Linked DNA regions of Mus musculus: region 2 is linked to region 1. Evidence: chromatin contacts called from public Hi-C data. All regions are on one chromosome and are shown on one strand. The core of a region is the stretch at or near the end of the contact, and the rest is flanking DNA. Distances in the headings are between cores, read along the strand shown.

Region 1 (5,452 bases), core at 2,847-5,346:
CTTCAGCTTTTGCCTCCTCTCTGCACCAAGTGGTCTTGATTTGCCTCCAGAAATAGGTGCTGGTACCAAAATCCATGCACCTGATGCCAAGACTGAAGGCTTCAGAGAGACTTCACAGTGCCAAAAGCAACTCTCCCTACCGTTGAGGGCTCTACAGGAAAATGTAAGTCTCCAGCCCCTGAGAAGACGCCAGAACCAAACAGAAGATGCGACTCAGTCTGAGGAGATTCTCTGCTTCCTCTCTAAACTCTTCCGCCTTACGATAGAGATAGCTCAGGCCTTGCACAGTTGGCTGAGCACACGAGCTAAATATTCATTTCTTTCTAATGAGCTCAGTGCCAGGGAGTCCTGCGAGGCTACTGTGCTGACTTGGTGCTTTGGCTGTGTGTCCGAACCAATGTTACAATAAAGGGTTCCTATACATAAACAAACAAACAAACAAATAACAAATCATGGGACAGCATCTACATGGCCAGTGTTCACCCTAAAAATGTCAGTGTTTCCCCAAGTGGGAAGATGTTCTGATGTTTCTCAAGATTACTGTTTGAGAGAGTGAAAACTAGCTGAGGTGAAACTGCTCAACAAAAGCAATTTTTAAAAAAGGCATGAAAGATGGAAGTGACGTTAGCAGACTTGAGCCAAATTCTGTTCCCATAAGGACACTGCGGTAAGCAGCAGGTTGGGGAAGACACTTTTTGTAGACCCTCTCTCAGTGGAGAGCAGGACTTGGTCACTCTGAGACTTTTCTAGAGAAACCTTCCATCCCATCAGATTTACTCAGTGACGGGAACCTAAGACCTGAGACGGAGTAACAGACACGTCTTATTGCTTCTGTGCCATCACCCAGTGCTGAGTTTCTCTATGAAGAGCAAGAACACAATTTCCATGCTGCAGTTTGACACACACAACTTGAGTTTGCCTGGAGCTACAACATGGTGAACTGCGCGGCTCCCTTCAGATCTTGCAATCTCCCAGCCACTGGATGGGGTGGGTAACTGTTGGGAAACCATGCAGGAAAAGACAGCTTTTGCAAATGACTCAGTAGGTGGTTTGGACTCTTGTGAGTCAGAACCAAACCCATAGCTCAAGCCCATGCCAAGACTCCCTGGAATGGTTACATGTTCCTAGCCTGGCTGGCATGTAATGCTGAGGACCTCTGGTGTTTGCCTGATGGGAGACAAATGTCTCCTGATAAGTCTCGAGGACTGTGGACCAGAACTGCAGCAAAATTCAGTTAGTGGTCAGTCTTGCTTTCCCCAAATCTCCAGAGAGTTGTTTGTCTGTTTTGAAATAGAGTTTCATGTAGCCTAGGCTAGCCTTCCAATACCCTCAAGGTTGCCCTTGAACTCTTGATTCTACTTCTACCGGCCAAATTCTAGGAATAGATCTTTATACCCAGTGTATTTGGTATTATTGTGTTTCATGAAAGCAAGACAAACACTCTACCAATTGATCTACATTCCAAGCCCCACTGGAGAGTTTTGAAGCTTTCTCTATCATGCAACCTTTCAATGTAACATCGTCCTCCTTACCCATTGGCTTCTCCCCACCTCCCACAGTCATGAACTTGTAGACACTAACTTCCTCGATCTTCCTTTGTTTCTGCTGCTTCCTGGGAGCTAGGTCTCTGAGCAAGACTCCCACCAAGGATAGCTAATGACAGCAATTACAGTTTCAACCCTCTTCCTAGTCTTCATCAGACTTTCTTCTGGCCTCCACATAAATGTTGTCCAAACCCCTTGCCTTGGAGAAAGCATACTAACCTATTCTCAAAGAGCTGATTTTCTCCATTTCTCTGTTTATGGTCTAGGCTCTGGATGATTTAGATGGATCACTCGTTCCTCCCTCTGAGCACTCTCTATTTCCTCTATCTCTCATACTTTCTCAATCCCCCTTTACTTAAGACCCCTTTTCTATGCATGTATCCTAAGATTCTGCTGCCCCACCTTCCAGGCCTGGAACACTAACTAGCCTCCCCCTTCCTCATGAGACATCCACACTTATGTCTTAACCTCTAACTCCACATCTAGTTGGTATTCTCCTATTGACATAGAACACTCTATCTATCCTGAACAGTAGGTATTTGTAGGAGCCATGACCCTTGCCATTCTGGAATGTTCCTTAGGGAAGGGCTGAAGGTTTGTAGACACGGGGAGATATGTTCTTCTTATTTTCCACCATTCTGGAGCATACAAATTTGTATGACCGAACAAATGGGCAAAGTCGGAAAATCTAGACGGATGTTCTCAAATTCTCTCCAGCTGTGGCGTTCCATCGCAGAGGTGGCTGCACACCAGTAATAAAAGCCAGGCCAGCAACAAGCTTCTCAGAGGCGCTGGTGTGATACATTCTGTTGGCCATGGGCTGTCTTTGGGTGTGTGTAGGCAGACTCACACAAACCAGATGTGCATCTGCTTAGAAAGGACCCAGAGAGGCTGGTCTCCCCTCGTTTCTCAACGTGATGAGAGGTGCCCTGGGGCCTTGCAGCTCACAGTTGTTCTGGAAAAAAACCCACTTAGCATAGCCCCAGCTCTGAATCCTTAGCATATGGATGACAGGGGTGTGTTGTGGTGCCCTGTTGGCAGTAAGCCAGGAGGAGAGCTGAGGTTTGGCTTGCCTGTGCTCAGGAAGCAGGCTGGGCCTGCACTAACAAGGTCCCTGCCAGTTAACAAGGCTGTTGCCTGCCTTACGAAGGAGCTACTGTCCAGAGCCTGCCTCCTGCTGGACTAGTAGATGTTAAATACAGTATAGGTCATGAAGCAGACATTGTCCAAGTTTTTTCTTTCCCAGTGCCATCAAGAGACTAGGCAGCTCTTTTCAAACTTAGCAAGGAGAATCTCTGAGGCTTTATTCAAACACAAATTGCTGGCCCAAACTCTGAAATATTTGACTTGAAACCCTTGGGCAAGGATAAAGAATTTATATTTCACACTCAGATGATGGTGATATGACCGCTCAAAGAATTTCACTCTGTGAACCATGATATCAGGAAGCATCACCCTTGTCTATAGATTTGGCCCCATTAAAATGAATCCCTCACACTGGGGAGATGGGCCAGTCAGTCAAGGGCTTGCCTTAAAATCATGAGAATTAGCCTGACAGTGGTGGCGCATGCCTTTAATCCCAGCATTATGGATGCAGTGACAAGTAGATCTCTGAGTTTGAGGCCAGTCTGGTCTACAGAGTGAGTTCTAGGACAGCCAAGGCTACACAGAGAAATCCTGTCTTGAAAAACCAAAACAAACAACAACAACAACAACACCCCATCCCCAAACACACACAGCAAAATCAATGAGAACTGGAGTTTGGTCATCGGAACCCACATTTAAAAGCCAGGCAAGTGCTTAGATAGAGTGCTTGTAATCTTAGCACTGGTGAGGCCAAAAGTAGGATCCCTTGGGCCTGCTGGTTAGCAAGTGTAGCCTTGTAGACCAAGTCCAGGCTAGTGAGTGTCTCAAAAGTAAGGTTTGCCTAGAGAGTGACACCCAAGGATGACCTCTGGTTCCCAGACTAATTTGAACACACGCACACGCACACGCACACACACACACACTATAAAAATTGAGTTCCCTACTTTACCACAGAAACTATCTTTCTTTCTATACTGTTGGCTCCACTGTCCATTTCTCACCTAGAACAACAACAACAAAAAAAAAATCAGCCCTTCAATTGCACAGCCAAGCTTGACTTGACTAAGCCTTAACTACGTGCCAGGCACTGTTCTAAATCCTTAACACATTATTAGCTCATTTAATCCACATAATTCTATGCAATAGGTACCACGATTATCCCCATTTTAGAAATAATAAATCCCACAGGGGGCCCTTAGGAAATACTTTCTGAATGAATGAAGGCAGGCAGGCAGGCTCGGGAAGCATTTATACCATGTGCTACGGAAGCTTGTTACCATGCCAAGGGAAGCCATCAGAAAGTGAAGAACTGGCTTGTCAACCAGTTGTTTGTTCCTGTACGACACCAAATAACCCATGTGCCTGCCATTGGCTGCCTACTCTGGCTCTGTGTAGACATCTCCTCACTGGGAGGGAAGCCAGAGTTAATCTCTCACAAAGGGTGGTTTAATAATAACCAGACACTGGAGGCGAACAGAAAGGAACACAGTGATCCCACGCAACCCCAGGAAAATGGACTATTCGGGCTCACAGTGTGTGCACTGCCAACTGGGGAGGGCCCCTGGGGCTGCCTGAGGTTTCTTAATTTTTATTCTAAAAATAGCCTAAGCAGGTGTCCCTCCTGGTTATCCCCGAATGCACCACTGCAAGCATCCACAGATGCCTATCACTCTAAAACAACACTAACGCTCCCATTGGAATGGAAACCAGGTCATCTCTGAAAGACTATAAATGGACAGCCCCTCTCTCTCTATTACTTATTAATGTTTCCCGCCTTTTGCTCAACCAGCCTTGAGGCCCAAACAGAGAAACACACCCTACATAAAGTTACCAGTACAGATAAATAAAACATCAGACTCAAACTGGTAGCTTTATCCTCCCCTGCTGGAGCAGGGTAGGCTGCACTGCTAGACACTACACACACAGCGATCCTCAAAGTGCAGCCCTTGGAGAACTAAGGGATGCACTCTTCCCAGAAGTTACTCATCTTTGCCTCTGTGGACGATTGCTCTTGTCTGCTATGGATGGCGTGAGGTGATCACAGAGTGATTCGCAACCCGAGTCCCTTGGAGTTGGACAAAGCAAGGTTGGCATTGCTGATGAAGAGCCTCCCCATACAATATGCATGCTCTGTGGCTACTCAGCCTCGAGAGTCACCGAGGAAATACCAGCCGCAAGGAAATGTGTGCGAGAGAAGAATCAGAGTCGCTCTGTAAAGTTCCATAGAGATGTAATTATGCAGGATCCAAGCCTATCTGATGTGGCGACCCTGGCATCCATCACTCCAGGGAGCCCTCTGGGTCAAGGGGAGAGCCATGCCCAAAGCAGTATTATTCTCTCTACCTCCTCTAGCTGCTTACAAACAGTTCTTGCTTCACTGGAACAAAGTCTTGGAACAAGGTCTCAGTGTAGCCCAGCCTGGTGTGAGGCAACTTGAGGGGCTATTCTGATGGAGAGACTTGGTGTCACTCTTGGCACCAGGGTATGTCTCTTCATAACTCACCAGGATGGAGAAACAGAGAGAACCACACATCTATCAGGTCTTCTGCCTTAATGAAAACCTGGTACTCTCTTCTTCACACAGTGGCTATAGAGGGGAGAAACCTAGCCTGGCATTTTCTCGGTAATGGTCTCAATCAGTGTAGAAGAGCATTGCAGTGCGGAAGACAGCATTCCAACTGCTGTGGATGGAAGAATTGGTGCTCAGAGGTGTGAGTATTTAAAGGCGTGGGCCCCAGCGGGGGCACTGTTTGGGGAGGTGGGATATAGCTTTGCTGGAGGAAGCCCGTCTTTAGAGATGGACTTTGAGAGTTCCTATCCTC
Region 2 (5,129 bases), core at 442-2,941, 530 kb before region 1:
ACAGAGGCACCCCAATCTTACAAGAAAGACGTTCTGCCCTTCTCCGCTGCATAGGAGGAGAGTGGTCTTGTAGCCTTGCTGGGAATCTTAGGTGGTTCTATTTTAAAATGTTAAGAGAAAAGAAGTGCAGAAACTCACTTCTATAGTTGGGCTTGCTCATGAAGAAGCGGGGGTGCAGGGGTGGGGGTGGGGGCTCGCCCTTCCGGAGAACACAAATACTGCTCAAATCAAAACTGGCAATAATAGAGCAACTCCCAGCCCTCCCCTCTGCAGGCGCCAAAGCTGCTCAGATTCACTGGCACCAGTGCTAACTCCAGGGCTGTGCTGTTGCTAATTACCATCTATTTCATGGAGTTGAGATTCATCCTTTTCTAATTTAGCTGACTTTCCTTTCTAGTTATTTGGACCCATATGGTAAACCATCCCCAGCTGTGTTGAACACTCCACAGTATATATTTAACCCAAGGCCAATCTAGACCAAGAGACTCCTACGGATCAAGTCTCAGAAACCTCTTGTTAATTAAGCAATATTACTACTTTTCCATGACTTAACTCAGCTTCTAACCAGACATAAATTAACATAAGGTATTGCACCGTCCACCTCCGGGCCAGAGAGTAAATACAAAGCAACCATGCCCTGGGTTTAGTTGATGCAAGAAGATACATTCACTATCCCTCCGACTAGAATGGAAGAAGTTGGCTCACAAGTCGGAGCTAAATTCAGCTGGTGAAGGTGGGGCAAAGCTCACAGGGACTATTCACTTTTCTGGCAACGCCCAGACCCTGTAATGAACCTGTGCTCCCCGTCCCAGAAGTGCATCTGTGCTTCCTCTGTGCTCTGACACCTGTACACCTTTTGAATGCTATGTGGGGGGGGTTTAATCTCCTCACACAACCTCATGGCCCTGGGCATTTATAAAAGGTTAAGAAATAAAACCATGTAAAAAAAAAAAAAGAAAGAAAGATCTAGAAGTTAGTAAGTATAGCATTGTGACAAGAAGGAGATTGGAGACATGAAGTGGAAACCCAGGAGACACTGAGGTGATCAGCCCTACACAGGTGTAGACACTGGGAGTCCTGAGGACACAGGGGGAAGACGATCAAAAGCTTGGGCCAGCCTGAGCCACACTGCAAGACCATGTCTGGGGTGTGGGGAAGGAGGGTATTGGAGTAGAGCTATGCTTGGCAATTGTTAGGGACTCAGGGATAAAAAGTTCCACACCTCTGGAGTAGCAAAGGCAGAGGCACCCACCATCTGCTTAGCAGAGGTCCTCAACCTTCCTGATGCTGTGACACTTTAACACGGCTTCTCATGTTGTGGTGACCCCCAGACAATAAAATCATCTCATTGCTACTTTGTAACTGTAATTTGCTACCGTTAGGAATCATAATGTAACTATATGATACGCAGGGTATCTGATATGTGACCCCTGTGGGAGTCGAGACTTTCTGGCTGAGAAGGGCTGGCTTAGGGCACTGTATGGAATAGGAGAAGAAGCTAGAAGAGGAAGCAGCAGGGCAATCCTGTTTAAAAGAGAGCCACCATAATGCCCAAAGGTGAGTTCTCACAGGCGGGCGCTGGGAGAGGAGTTACCAGGCAGAGCCAGATCTCTGTGCACTCTGCCCCTCCTAACTGCGCTGGAGTCGAGCCTCCTCCCACACCCAGTCCTCAGATTTCACAGCAATTATTCAGCCCCAGGCAATCGGCTCCGGGCTCCTCCCCTCCTCGCTCTGGCTAGCCTGCAAGAGCCCAGCTCACCACCTCTGCATCAGATGCAAGGCCACAGGGAACTGGCAGCCATCCTTCAGCCCTTGGTTTGTGTTTCTACGGACACTCAAGGTTTACCTCTGATTCCTTTGATGTCAAGATAAAGCAGGCTCCTGATCTGAGGCGAAGGTGCTCGGGAGTGTCTCAATCACTCCAGATTCCTGTCAGCTCATTATCTAAGTGGTGCTACTTATCTGAAATGTCAGGGGCATGCATTTTTTAAAAGAATTATTTATTTATTTTATGTATGTAAGTACAGTGTAGCTATCACAGGCATACCAGAAGAGGGAGGGCATTGGATCCTATTTACAGATAGATGTGGTTGCTGGGAATTGAACTCAGGACCTCTGGAAGAGCAGTCAGTGCTCCTAGCAGCAGCCATCTGTCCAGCCCCCAGGGGCATGTTTTTAATGAGTTTGCCCTGCCTGTCTAGAAAGGCAATCCATAGCCATCATGGATAATTTGGCAAACACAGAAACAGAATATATATTGAAAGCATAAGACTCAATAATTCATAATTTCATAATTCAATTACCAATGCCTTTGATTTTCCCCCTTTTAAGTAAAAAATTGTAACTGTCATAATAACATATGATATACTCGATTTTATTTGTCATTTTTTTCTGCAGAACTGAGAAGTTTAAGGTGAATGAATGTTAAAATGAGCATATTAAACTGCCAACATTGGTAGATAAATATCTGCAAAATACACGTAAAATAATTACATGTTAAATCTTATACTGTAAAGAGGAACAGACTTAAGAAAACTGTTACTCGCTAAAACCACTAGGCACAAAAAGTCAAGGACAACATGGAGCACTAAGTGATGGGGGTTGGGTGGGATGAAGGCAAAAAGACACAGATGCCCCCACTAGTGCTGGACCACAACTGTGGTGGGTATCCGATGGCAGCAGGATCAGGCTGCACACTGGTTTTCACTCCTGGAGATGCTGCTCTAAGTCAATGAGTCTAATCCTAACCACTGGCTGCTGCATCGCAGAACTATGTCCAACTCCAAGTAAGAACCAAGGCCAGCAGACATGAAGCATGTTAACCAGCTAGCTCTCAGTTGTGCCGTATGTAAATTGGGAATGACACAGCATGACATCTGAAATCAGTCTGAGGGTCGGCTAAGCAGGAAGCTTCAGAGCGGCTCAATGCAGTATCTGCTCCTGGTGAGCACTTAATAAATGTTGGTAAAGACGACCAAGATGATGATGGTGGTGATGACGTCAGCCACTCCTGCCCACACAGGAATGTGGAGGCCCATGGCTCAGCCTCAGGACTTTCTTGGCTTAGGGAACTACAGTGTTTTTCTGCTGACTCGGGGAAGGCCAGGAAGTGTGAGTTTTATTAATGTGTGAGTATCAGCTGTGGCCAGAGTTCATCTGTGCAGTCTTTACATTCCAGTAGGCTAAGAGCTTTCTCATGCAGGGATACAAAGCACCCTTTGTGCTAAGCTTGTAAAAGACACCATCTTTGTCAAATGACTTAACTATTAACTTGCAGGGTATGTTCTACAAAGGAGAAACCACAGAATCTAGGTGTGTCCAATAGTGAAAGAGGAGTTGTTTTAAGAAAATAGATCGTATGTAGTGTAGGGTGGGGTGGGGGTGGTGGTGACTGAAAAAGGCATCTGATACTTTCACCGGTGGTTGTGACTCAGCTGCAATACGAGTCAAAGGCCGCCCTGACATGGAGAAGGCCTTGACAAGGCGCAATGCCTACCTTTGGTCTTGACTGCTGTCTCAATGTTCAGAGCATCCCTCTCAGCATCGAAGTTGGTGTAGGGTTTGACTGACCCGTAGGCACTTGGGGGTGTAGAATGCTGCAATGAGAACACAGATACAATCAAATTAAACCAGGCACACCCTCTCACTGAAACAACACTTTTGAAACCCGATTCTGTGCTCTCACTCCTCTTCATGATTCTAACCTCTTTCATACTAAGTAAATAGGTGTCCACAGACCATCACATACCAGTTGTCTTTTTAAAAATATATATAAGAAGGTTCATTTTGATCCTGGGAATGCAGCTCAATAGCTGGAAGGCTTGCATAGCATAACTAAGCCCTCACTTCCACCTCCCAGAACCACATAAACTGGGCTTGGTAGCCCACACCTGTAATCCTAACACTCTGGAGGTAGAGACAGGAGGATCAGAAGTTCAAAGACATCCTATGCTACATTATGAATTTGAGGACAGTTTGGGCTACATGAGACTATATCCAAAAGAAGAAGAAAGGAGGAGGAGGAGGAGGAGGGAAAGAGGAGAAGGAGGAGGAGAGAAAGAGGAGAAGGAGGAGAGAAGGAGGAGGAGGAGGAAGAGGAGGAGGAGGAAGAAGAGGAGGAGGAAGAGGAGGAGGAGGAGGAAAAGGAGGAAGAGGAAGAGGAGGAAGAAAAGGAAGAAGAGGAGGAGGAGAAGTTTACTTGCTTCTACAAAGAGCTGTCCTTCAAAGGCTCCACTAGTTTAGAGCATGCTGCTGTGCCTCCCCTCTGCATTTTATTTGTAGTGGGAGCTTCAGAGCAGAGGGCACCAAGCTGGAAATCTGGGATGAGTACCTAGTCGAGTTTCTGAAGAGAAAGAAAGTGGTCTAGCAAGAATTTGAACTAAGTTCAAACTGTGGAAATGCCTGGAAGATGAGTGTGCACTGCCGAGCCTTCACTACCGGCCTGTGCTGCCCAGACTCCTGCTCTTTAAACAGTGGATGCGGGGCTGGGGGTGTGGGTCAGTTGGTAGAGTGTGTGTCCCAGCTGCATGAGGCCTTGAGTTTGACCCCCAGCAGTGTAGGGGCGGGGAAAGGGTAGCTCCAGCACTGGGGAGTGGAGGCAGATGAATCAGAAGTCCAATGTGCATGCTCTCTGAGCTGTGCAAGGGAAGGGACTTCCTCCAGCACTGTGCTGTGAATGCCCACCTTGGTGCCACATCCTCCTTACTGTGACAAGTTCCTCTTCCTCTCTGTTCCACCTCCTCAGTGCTCCCCCTGCCTTCTCCAGGATACCCCCTGCTTACAGGGCTGGCACATTTTCCTTATTGTCTTATAAATAGTCCTTCCTTTTTGGAAGCCCATCAGAGCCAACTACTTTTCCGGGCTGATAGATGGGAGCCTCTGCCCACTCCCCAAGCTAATGGCTGACTTCTCTATCTGTTCTCTCTTCTACTCATTTAACATCCCCCTTCCAAATCCTCGGTGCCATCATTCCAGATTCAGGCCACATGTAACCGTTCTGCTAGAATTCTGCTACAGTGAACATTGTAGATGGTAATGTTATGTTACGAGATTGGTCATGCCTGGAAACGAGGCAAGGACCAACTTTGTTAATGCATTTGTGTTGTTTCAGAACTATAAATATGAACCAG

What was found. A called contact is a pair of places that touch in the nucleus more often than the background predicts.
Region 2: a contact with region 1 is called in a Hi-C map of muscle stem cells, with 2.5 times the contacts expected there. The contact joins two enhancer-like sites. A contact is called at or near these places in 5 of 39 promoter capture datasets (cranial neural crest, hippocampal neurons, liver and 1 more), 2 of 484 Hi-C or Micro-C datasets (muscle stem cells and regulatory T cells), 1 of 115 datasets of contacts at active chromatin or transcription factors (double positive thymocytes) and 1 of 9 other capture datasets (liver).

The regions. Positions count from the first base shown.
Region 1 is chr9:68,939,850-68,945,301 of GRCm38.p6, reverse strand. All of the region lies in intron 1 of Rora (RAR-related orphan receptor alpha), which reads right to left. Among named protein-coding and RNA genes, the nearest start is that of Gm31262, 120 kb to the right of the region's middle. Within about 2 kb of position 4,096, at least 55 of the 459 cell types and tissues checked have an H3K27ac peak or open chromatin away from gene starts, as enhancers often do. A contact at or near this core is called in muscle stem cells, where this site is marked.
Region 2 is chr9:69,465,758-69,470,886 of GRCm38.p6, reverse strand. Anxa2 (annexin A2) reads right to left here. Exons shown (of 13, transcript NM_007585.3): 3 at 3,497-3,596. Among named protein-coding and RNA genes, the nearest start is that of Mir3109, 11 kb to the right of the region's middle. Within about 2 kb of position 1,691, at least 143 of the 459 cell types and tissues checked have an H3K27ac peak or open chromatin away from gene starts, as enhancers often do. A contact at or near this core is called in muscle stem cells, where this site is marked.